Linked DNA regions of Sus scrofa: regions 1 and 2 are each linked to region 3. Evidence: chromatin contacts called from public HiChIP or PLAC-seq and promoter capture Hi-C data. All regions are on one chromosome and are shown on one strand. Each heading gives the region's core, a stretch centred on a gene start, on an enhancer-like site or on the middle of the called end of the contact. The rest is flanking DNA. Distances are from core to core; before and after follow the strand shown.

Evidence for each region. Promoter capture Hi-C pulls out the DNA fragments that hold promoters and counts their contacts. HiChIP or PLAC-seq counts read pairs in DNA pulled down with a chosen protein or histone mark.
Region 1: an H3K27ac HiChIP or PLAC-seq map of alveolar macrophages shows a contact between it and region 3. The contact joins the enhancer-like site here to the promoter of OTULIN in region 3. A contact is called at or near these places in 3 of 5 promoter capture datasets (fetal skeletal muscle and liver), 6 of 47 Hi-C or Micro-C datasets (embryonic fibroblasts, fibroblasts, heart right ventricle and 3 more) and 1 of 2 datasets of contacts at active chromatin or transcription factors (alveolar macrophages).
Region 2: a promoter capture Hi-C map of liver shows a contact between it and region 3, with 3 times the contacts expected there. The contact joins the enhancer-like site here to the promoter of OTULIN in region 3. A contact is called at or near these places in 4 of 5 promoter capture datasets (fetal liver, fetal skeletal muscle and liver), 25 of 47 Hi-C or Micro-C datasets (adipocytes, adipose tissue, alveolar macrophages and 12 more) and 2 of 2 datasets of contacts at active chromatin or transcription factors (alveolar macrophages and skeletal muscle).

What each region holds. Positions count from the first base shown.
Region 1 is chr16:3,836,074-3,838,773 of Sscrofa11.1, reverse strand. The region is part of intron 32 of TRIO (triple functional domain protein); the gene reads right to left. Among named protein-coding and RNA genes, the nearest start is that of FAM105A, 130 kb to the left of the region's middle. Within about 2 kb of position 1,338, at least 28 of the 83 cell types and tissues checked have an H3K27ac peak or open chromatin away from gene starts, as enhancers often do. A contact at or near this core is called in alveolar macrophages, embryonic fibroblasts, fetal skeletal muscle and 2 more, where this site is marked.
Region 2 is chr16:3,904,696-3,907,399 of Sscrofa11.1, reverse strand. It overlaps TRIO (triple functional domain protein), which reads right to left. Exons shown (of 56, transcript XM_021077142.1): 47 at 2,105-2,704. Among named protein-coding and RNA genes, the nearest start is that of FAM105A, 58 kb to the left of the region's middle. Within about 2 kb of position 1,354, at least 5 of the 83 cell types and tissues checked have an H3K27ac peak or open chromatin away from gene starts, as enhancers often do. A contact at or near this core is called in liver and undifferentiated spermatogonia, where this site is marked.
Region 3 is chr16:4,061,764-4,064,463 of Sscrofa11.1, reverse strand. OTULIN (ubiquitin thioesterase otulin) reads right to left here and starts at 1,427. Exons shown (of 7, transcript XM_003133841.4): 1 at 1,108-1,427. The coding sequence starts at 1,259. It overlaps LOC110257250 (a long non-coding RNA gene), which reads left to right and starts at 1,508. Exons shown (of 7, transcript XR_002339614.1): 1 at 1,508-1,993.

The DNA.
Region 1 (2,700 bases), core at 89-2,588, 230 kb after region 3:
CCTCCTACTCAAGAACCTCAGGCACAAATTCCTTATGCGGGCCTCAGACTTCCCCGCTCTAGGGTTCCAGCCCACCTTCCAGGCACGCGCAGCTACGCCGCACATGCTCCACAGCTCGAGGTGGCCGTGACCTCCTGCTGCAGTGGCCCACACACCCTGTGTTCACGTCACCCCTTTTGCTCAGAGGCCTGCCTCCCCAGTTTCTCTAGTCCAGGTCCTGCCACTCCCCTGAGAAGCTGCTCCTCCGTCTACCATCTAGCACTCTGTCCTTAAACAAACTGTGTCTCAATTCTGACGTGAACTGGGTCTTGTGTGTGTATACGTGTCTGCCCTCGGCAGGTGTGTGCCATCCTTCTGTGACTGTCCCTGCCCGAAGTGTGAGGGACTGGCTGGGTTGTCTCAATCACCACTGAGCCCCCTGTGCCAACAAGGGCCAGCACGTGGCCTGTAGGGGGAACTGGTGAAGGGCAGGCTTTCCTTGAGGCCACCTCACGCAGCACTTCGTACCAGCTAGTGGGAAAATACTGGCTGGAGTGAAAAAGGTAAAAAAGGTTTGCTCTAAAAATGAAGGCCCTGTTGGAAAACCAAACCAAAACATGGGCTTCTCCTGTGACCTGGGAACAAGCATTGTGTTCAGCATGGGATGTGCCTGGTTTTCTGTCACCATCTGGGCTTTGGCAGAGGCCCCACGAGAACAGAAGATGGATGACCGGCTGTGGTGGGTGGAAGGAAGGGATGGCAGGCCTCCTGCTGAGAAGCACCCTCTTCCAGGGAGGCCACCAGGCCTACCCCCTGGAGGAGGACTGGGAGCTGTGCCACCTGCTGCAGCTCCTGGCCCCGCAGTGTCCTTGGCCGCCTGCCTGTGCTCGAGGCTGCTGGCCGGCCCTCTGGCCCCCTCATGCTCTTCTCTGCCCTCCTGTTCTAACAGCCTGTCTTTCCAGAGAGAGCTTAGCTCTCAGAGTAAGATAGACATGTGCACTAGACAACCACAGAAAGCAAAACAATGCAAAACTCCCCCATCAAAAAGAATTGTCTTTACGAGGCCACAAAGGACATTTTTCACAAATGATTAATCCCCTTCTAGATTTTATAAATTTCTCTGTGGAAAAGCCATGCTGAGTCTCACATTTGTCCATGAACAATCGAAGATGCTGATGTGAAAATGTTAACGGCAGAGGCCCAGCCTCGAGAAGAATTTTCCCCGTAAAACCCCAGTTATGGAAGTGGTTAATCCCTGTAGCGAAAAGGAGAAATGTGACCCGGGGACAGGCCCCTCAGGCCCCCACTTCCTACGAACCCCGCCCTTGGCCAGAGCTCTCCCAGGCGGCCACTCGTCCACCGGGCCTGACTGTGAGCATGATCCCAGGGTGTCACCACCCCCGCAGTGGGAAGTTCTATGTAAGACACACTGCCTCATCGCCAGCCCGTGCTGCTCGCCTTCTCCAGTTTTAGGCATTTTTCAGACTTGCTCAAAGCCACGTGATAGTCTGCGGATGGGGGAAGGGTGGGAAGGGAGAAGGGGGCTGCCCGGAGGATCGAAGCCAGACTTTCTTTCTGGCTCTGAGTTTTCAGCCCCTTACAGAGTAATCAAAACTATTGGAAACATCTGTGCTCCTGACAGAGTCTGAGAAATAAAAATCAAGGCTGTGCTGACAAAGAATCACATACTCAGTCAACATGCTTTTTTTCAAAGGCTTTAGAGAACTTAATAACAAAATCTAGTATCAGAAGAATCTGATTTCAAACAGTGCGAGAATTATCATTAAACAAACAAATAAAAAAACTTATCTTCTTGGCTTTACCCCAAAGAATCAACTGGCCTTTCCATAAGAATCCCCTGCACAAATCTCTGAAGGGGAGAACTAAATGAACATTTTCTAGTCCAGAAAAGAGACAGCCCATGGATTTCTGTCTCAATGTGCACATTTGAATATTTTAAACTTAGTCCAAAGCTTGTCTTTAAAACCAGGCTTGTTAATTAATAACAACAACAACAAAAACATTTTTTGGTATAAAAGACATAACTATTTTGAAGATGCAATGCAAGTCATTACAGCCTTTTATAAAGAATTAAACTCCTAATGAGAGAAAGTTCAGATAATATACATCATTAACAGGTCTTATTTATTGTCAGTGACATTTCTACCCACAGTGACACAATTTCATTACTACACTGAAAGAGTTACCATTCCATTTATCTAGTTTAAAAATTCACTTTTCCTTTCCAACCATATTTTGTGAAAGTTTTCAAATGATCATTTCCAAGTCTATATATTTTATGGACTTTCTATTGTGGGCTCTTTACAACACACATTTAGTTTAGGATTAAAGTTTATGAAAAATCTCAATTTCTATGACTCACATTAACTTGTGACATTCTTATCAGAAGAGAGTTTTCCCAATTTTTCTGCTTTTCACCTTAAAAAAATTTAAATGTGGTGACTAAAAAGCATGAAATGGACTTAACTGAAGCACGGACCACAGATACTATAACCAAACGCCTCCTCCAAGACCACCCTGGTCCTTCTGAAAGGGCTGCCGGGGGAACTCCGTGACCCAAGTGCACAATTAGCAGAATCAAACCAGGGTCCTTTTGCCTGAATTCTCTCAGTGACTGAAAATGACTCAATTGCTATGTCTCACCCCAAAGAATGCAATACTCATCTCTGGTCATAGGCAGGCAAACTCTAACAACTGCCA
Region 2 (2,704 bases), core at 105-2,604, 160 kb after region 3:
TTATTGCTGCCCGGGTGTGTGGGTGGGTGCAGGGAGGCCGTGTGTCCACGGGTGGGGCTGGCACAGTCACTGTCTGGGTTGATCCACAATCACTCCACTCTTGCTCTCAGCAGAACTTTCTAGAAGGTGCCCATTAAAGGAGGAAGAAGGACCTGGGATGTGGGTTAGGCACACCTTCTTGGCCGTGACCGCAGACAACTTCAAGGAAGCAGACAAGGAGGAAGGAGGCCGCTGCTGGCCCTCCCGGGGGGTGGCATCAGGTAGGGCAGCAGTTCTTTTTAAATGAAATACTCAAGAGCTCTACAGATGGTTTCCGAGGCCCATCCTAAGCCTCCAGTGGTCTTCCCAGGCCTCCAGGGCATTTCTTTAAGGCATTGGGATTCATCTAAAACACTGGCAATTCCCCTTGACAGGTTACCTACCACATAAGAAACAGTGAGAGGAAGAAATAAGAGGCAACTTTTGCAATCTAAAACCTGCCAAAATGTGTGGTGCCCACAATGGTGCTAGTCTCTGGGGAGATCCAGGCAGGGGCGCTGGCTGTGTACTCACAGGAGACCAGCACCGGCTCTGTGCTGGGGCAGGTCAGGTGTTCCTTCTGGAACACAGATTCCAAGAGCTCCTTGGGGGCTTAAAGGGAAACCGTCCATCCAGGTTGGGATGGGGTCACGGGCCGCTGCCTGACCGATCTTGGAGCGTTCAGCTAGGTGCTGGCAGGCACGGGATCATGGGGCCTCGCATCTTCCTTCAGCTGAACCCGCATTCTAATGCTTACCTGTACACCTAGCATTTCAGAACTAACAGGAGGTGTGGGTTCAGGCTACTCTGCAAGACACAGTAAGGCACCGTGGTGATGACGACGACGACGACACTGGCCAGAGCCACTGCAGAGAATGCCTGCCCTGACCACTTACTTTTGAGAATAAGACTCAAGGGTAAATAAATGTACCAAGACTTTTTTCTTGATTTCTTCCTCAATTAGATATAAAGGTTGAGGTTAACAAAATACATAAAAAACAGGAGGAGAGAATAAGGACAAGTCAACCCAAACAAGACATTATCAGAAGTCCAGAGGAAAGAGAGAGACATGCAAAAGCCAAATTTCTTTCTTTTTCTTTTTTTGTATAAAGAGAGACACAGACCCTTTTAGGGAAATGTATTTAAAAATTTATAAATCGATCAAACATACACTCATTAGAACAGTTCTATCCCCTCACACATGCCTTTAGGAAGGTGTTATGGGTCAGATCATCTGCCGGGCAGGAGAGTGAGGAAGCCACAGGATGGGGTAAAAACCGACCACAGCAACCCTTCTGCTGAGAACACCACAGTGCCAGGCGATGCCCCACAGCACCCGCAGCCCGCACTGCGCCCCCTGCTGGCCAGAACGCGGACGCTCCGAATCCAGCCTGCCTGCGCCTCCGCTCCCAGCCGCCGGCAGAGCCCAACATCCAGAGGCCCTAAAGCAGTCTCTCTCTTCCACAGTGAAACTTGGGGGGCAGGGGGACAAATATTTCCACTGGAGAGATTCCTTCCCCCTATTTGGTCAGCTTTGTTTGCTTTGAGTTGCTGGTGGAAATTTCTTGAGGGATTTTTTTTTTCAGCAGATGAGTCAAAAACGCTGCCAAGATTAATTTAAGGCATAAAAGAGCACAACCAAGCGATGAGCAGAAAGCTTAGAGTGGACAGGTTTCAGTTTACACAGGAGGCAGAGAGCAGGGACACTGACCCCTCCAAAAAGAGTGTGTGAGGAAGGCAGGGGCGTGAGAGGAAGTTCCAAGATAGTCTGCTGGTCGGAAAATGAAAAACGCTTAAAGACGCTGCATTCGGAAGGTTAAGGATCTGCTTTGCCATATTAAGGAGACACAAAGCAAGGAGCGAGTTAGTAGAGCCGAGAGCACGCCGTCCGCCGGAGCAGGAAGGGTTAGCAGGCGTCCCGCGTGTCCGCGTGGTCAGTGAGAGAGGCCGGAGGAGCGGATGACTGTGGCGCAACAGCCCAGAGACCGGATTAGTACGAGGACAGCGGCGACGACGCGGGAGGTTTAGAAGAGCCGCGGGACAGAGGCAGTGGGGCGGGCGGGCGGAGGCGGCTGGGCGCTCTTACCCCGTTGCTCTGGGTGGACTGCACGGACTGCTCGCTGGCCGAGGAGCACGTGCTCATGCGGTCCGTGTCCTTGCCGGGGGCCGCGTGGCGGTGCGCCTGCCGCTGGAGGGAGTCACTGTCCCCCGGGAAGGTGAAGGAGCCCGGCCGGCTGGCGGGGGAGGCAGGGATGGAGCTCCAGAAGGAGCCCCCCTTCTGCAGGGGGCTGCTGGGGGGCAAGGGCTCCTTGCCGAACGGAGAGGGGAACGCGGTGGCCAGAGGAGAGTTCAGAGGTGAGATGGCCCCGGGCCTGGGCTTGCCCAGCGGCAGGGAGCCCAGGCTGCTCCGTGAGCGGCTGTCGTCTGGGGCTGCCGGCGCCTCCTTGGTGGCTCCATCCTGATGGGCACCCGCAGCACTCCTGGAGGACTTCCGGGGGCTCTCCATCACCTTCATCTTGGGGATCGGTTCCGTTTCTGGCTCAGGACCTTCGGGCTCTCCGCTGGCTGGGGGCCTGCCCGGCTGGCCAGGGCCGGCCTCCGGGGCAGGGCTGCTGCTGGGAGGAGGCAGTGACCGGCCGGGAGTGGACATACCTGACATCTTGTCTGCCTCTGCCTGGCTCGAAGC
Region 3 (2,700 bases), core at 178-2,677:
CTGGAACTTAGCCGACCTTGGCCCCAACAAACCCAGCTCCCCAGGAATCCATGTTCTACACCTGGCCAGCTTCACTCACTCACTCAGGTTATCTGCTTAGCTCCTGTGAGCAGGAATTTAAGACCTCCTGCTCTAAATCTTTCTCAGTGGGTTGTTTACCCACTTAGTGCACATATTATTATCCCAAGGGGTGTGGGTATTCAAGAAATGAGAATGCCAAACCCCACAGTAAAGAACCAGGCAAGCAAGAATTATTTTAATACATTATCTGCAATAACAGCCCCCCACCCCTTTTTAGGAAATGGCACACTTTTAGGGCACTTTTTGGCCAATTAAGGTATCTGTCAAACTGCTTATTTGAGAGCTTCCGTCATTTTTGGAATTCCAAAGGCATTTATATGTGACCAGAACTTGAAAGTGCAGTAAAGTTTCGGTCTTCTACTTTAAATTTTGCTTCCAACCCCCGCCCCCAACCCCCAGATCTTTGCAGAAACTCTAAACTCCTTTGATTTACACTGCCTTCTTTACGGTTCAATAAATAATTGATCTAACCAGCACTGCCTTTGGTATTTAAAAATATAGGGGGTTGGAGACACCTAGTTAAGCAGCTAACAGGCAAAACAATTGGGTCAGCCTCCGTCCAAAGTCTGTCCAACAGGTGGGACGCTCATCAAGCCGCGACTTGCCTTCCAAGAACAAACATGTCGCCTGGCTCAGCTTCCCCGTGGCTGTGACAGGGACAACCTTACTTCCTTCCCGCACCAGGCTGGAGAAGAGATCTCATGGAAGGGAGCTGTAATATGCTTCTGAAGTTTGTTCCCCAAGACTCTGGAGCGTTCTTTAGCTTTAAAAGCTATAGAGGGATCAAAAAAGGGGATGGAGGCACCGGATAACCTGGATTTTAAGAAGCGCCCTCCGGAAAAACTTTTGTACTCAGACACGATACAAGGGGCTTCAAATTCCTCGTCGCCCATGACCTTACTTAGAAAACAAGGTGCGAAGAAGCCTCCCCCTGGCTACTCTCCCGCCCACCCACAGCCTCCCCTACGGGACGGAGCCCGGCGCCCCCGCCCGTCCAGCCGGCCCCAGCCCGCGCCCCTCACTCACTGCTCGGCTGCGCACCGCATCGCGGCCCGCGGCGGCCCGCCGGCTGCCGCCTTCCCGCCCTCCGGTGCCGCGGCCCCCGCCTCCCACGCCGGCTTCTCGGCACAGCTCGCGCCCGGCCACGCTCCGGGCTGAGGCATGGTCCCCCGACGCATGGGGCCGCCGGCGGCGCCGCGGGGGTTCAGCCGCTCTCGAGCGACCCGGGGCCCCACCCTTCGGGGCGCCCGGCCGTGGCCGCTGCCGCCCTGCTGCCCGCGGGCTCGGGTGGGTGCACCGGCCGCTTCCGCGCGCGTCACCACCTCCCGCCCCGTGGCCTCTAACCCGCGGCGAGGGGGCGCGGCCAGAGGCGGCGGGGAGCCCGGCGACGAGGCGCCTGCGCATGCGCTTGCGCCCGCCTAGCGGCCTGCGGCCAGGACCGCCCACGCGAGGCTTTTTCTGCGCTTGCTCCGCCTCCGCACGCCGCTGGCCGCCCGGGCTTCTCGGCGCGCGTTCGTCGCGCTGACAGTCCCGTCCGCTGCTTGTCCTCGAGTCCTGGGGTGTGAGGAAGCGAAAAGGGACTGGACGAGCGGTGGGCTACCTCTTCGGTGAGGAAGAAGTCCGGCCTGGGGTGCGAAGGGCGCTGACGTTTGGGGGCACCTTACAGTGTCGCTCTGGGCTTCCGAGTTTCTCCCTCCGCTGGCTGGCTTCCTCAGCTAAAGAGCAAGGGATGTGCCCGGGTGGGTGATATGCAACTTGCTAGGCCTCCCTCCGTGGCTGTCCCGTCACCACCCGCCCCGAGCTCAGAGACCGGAGGCTTCTGGTGTGGGGTCGGGCTTGTCGCCCCAGGGCAGGGAGTTACAGCCCCTTCCTTCCGTGAGGGTGAGAAGGGCGACATGGTTCGACACAGCAGGTGAGCCAGCACAGCACAGTGTGTATTCTTGGACCACGTTCTTTAAAATAAAATTTGAAATTTGATTTAGGAAGGAGCAACAGCAAAGGAAAAATACTAGCAGACTTCAGACATCAGAAGACAAAATGTTTCAGCTTTAGGGAGGAAATAGAGTAGCCGCTAAAGATGGGCAGCAGTCGAAAGTGCTAGAAGTGTTACTAAAGCAAAGAGCTCAGGACCAAATAATGGGGAAGGGATTGGTATGGGCAATCCAGAAACCTACAAGTAGCTCTGGGGCAAAACTGGTTCAAAACAGGGTATTTTATTGAAAGATGAAACTGGGAGAAGGGTGCTGGAGACCAGATCTCAAAAAGTCACCTGCAGTTAATTAAAGACCTTGATCTTCCTTGAAAGATCACTACAGTTAGAGAAAAGATTGGGAAAGAGCAAGACGGACCAGTGTTAGGGAGACTAAGTGCTAATGGGCATCAAAGGGAGAAACTGGATGTAAAGAATCCTTGCATTTTAAGGCAAAGAACTATGGTGGGTTTTACCCTTTCATTTTGAGAGTGATAAATACACATGCTTTAAAAATGCATAGCATACAAAAGACTATGCAGTTAAATTTTGTATTGATAGTAAGGGTGTGGGATTATAGCGGATGACTAGTGTACCCTAAAATTCATTCCAACTGGAAACTCACTGTGACCTTATTTGGAAATAGGTTC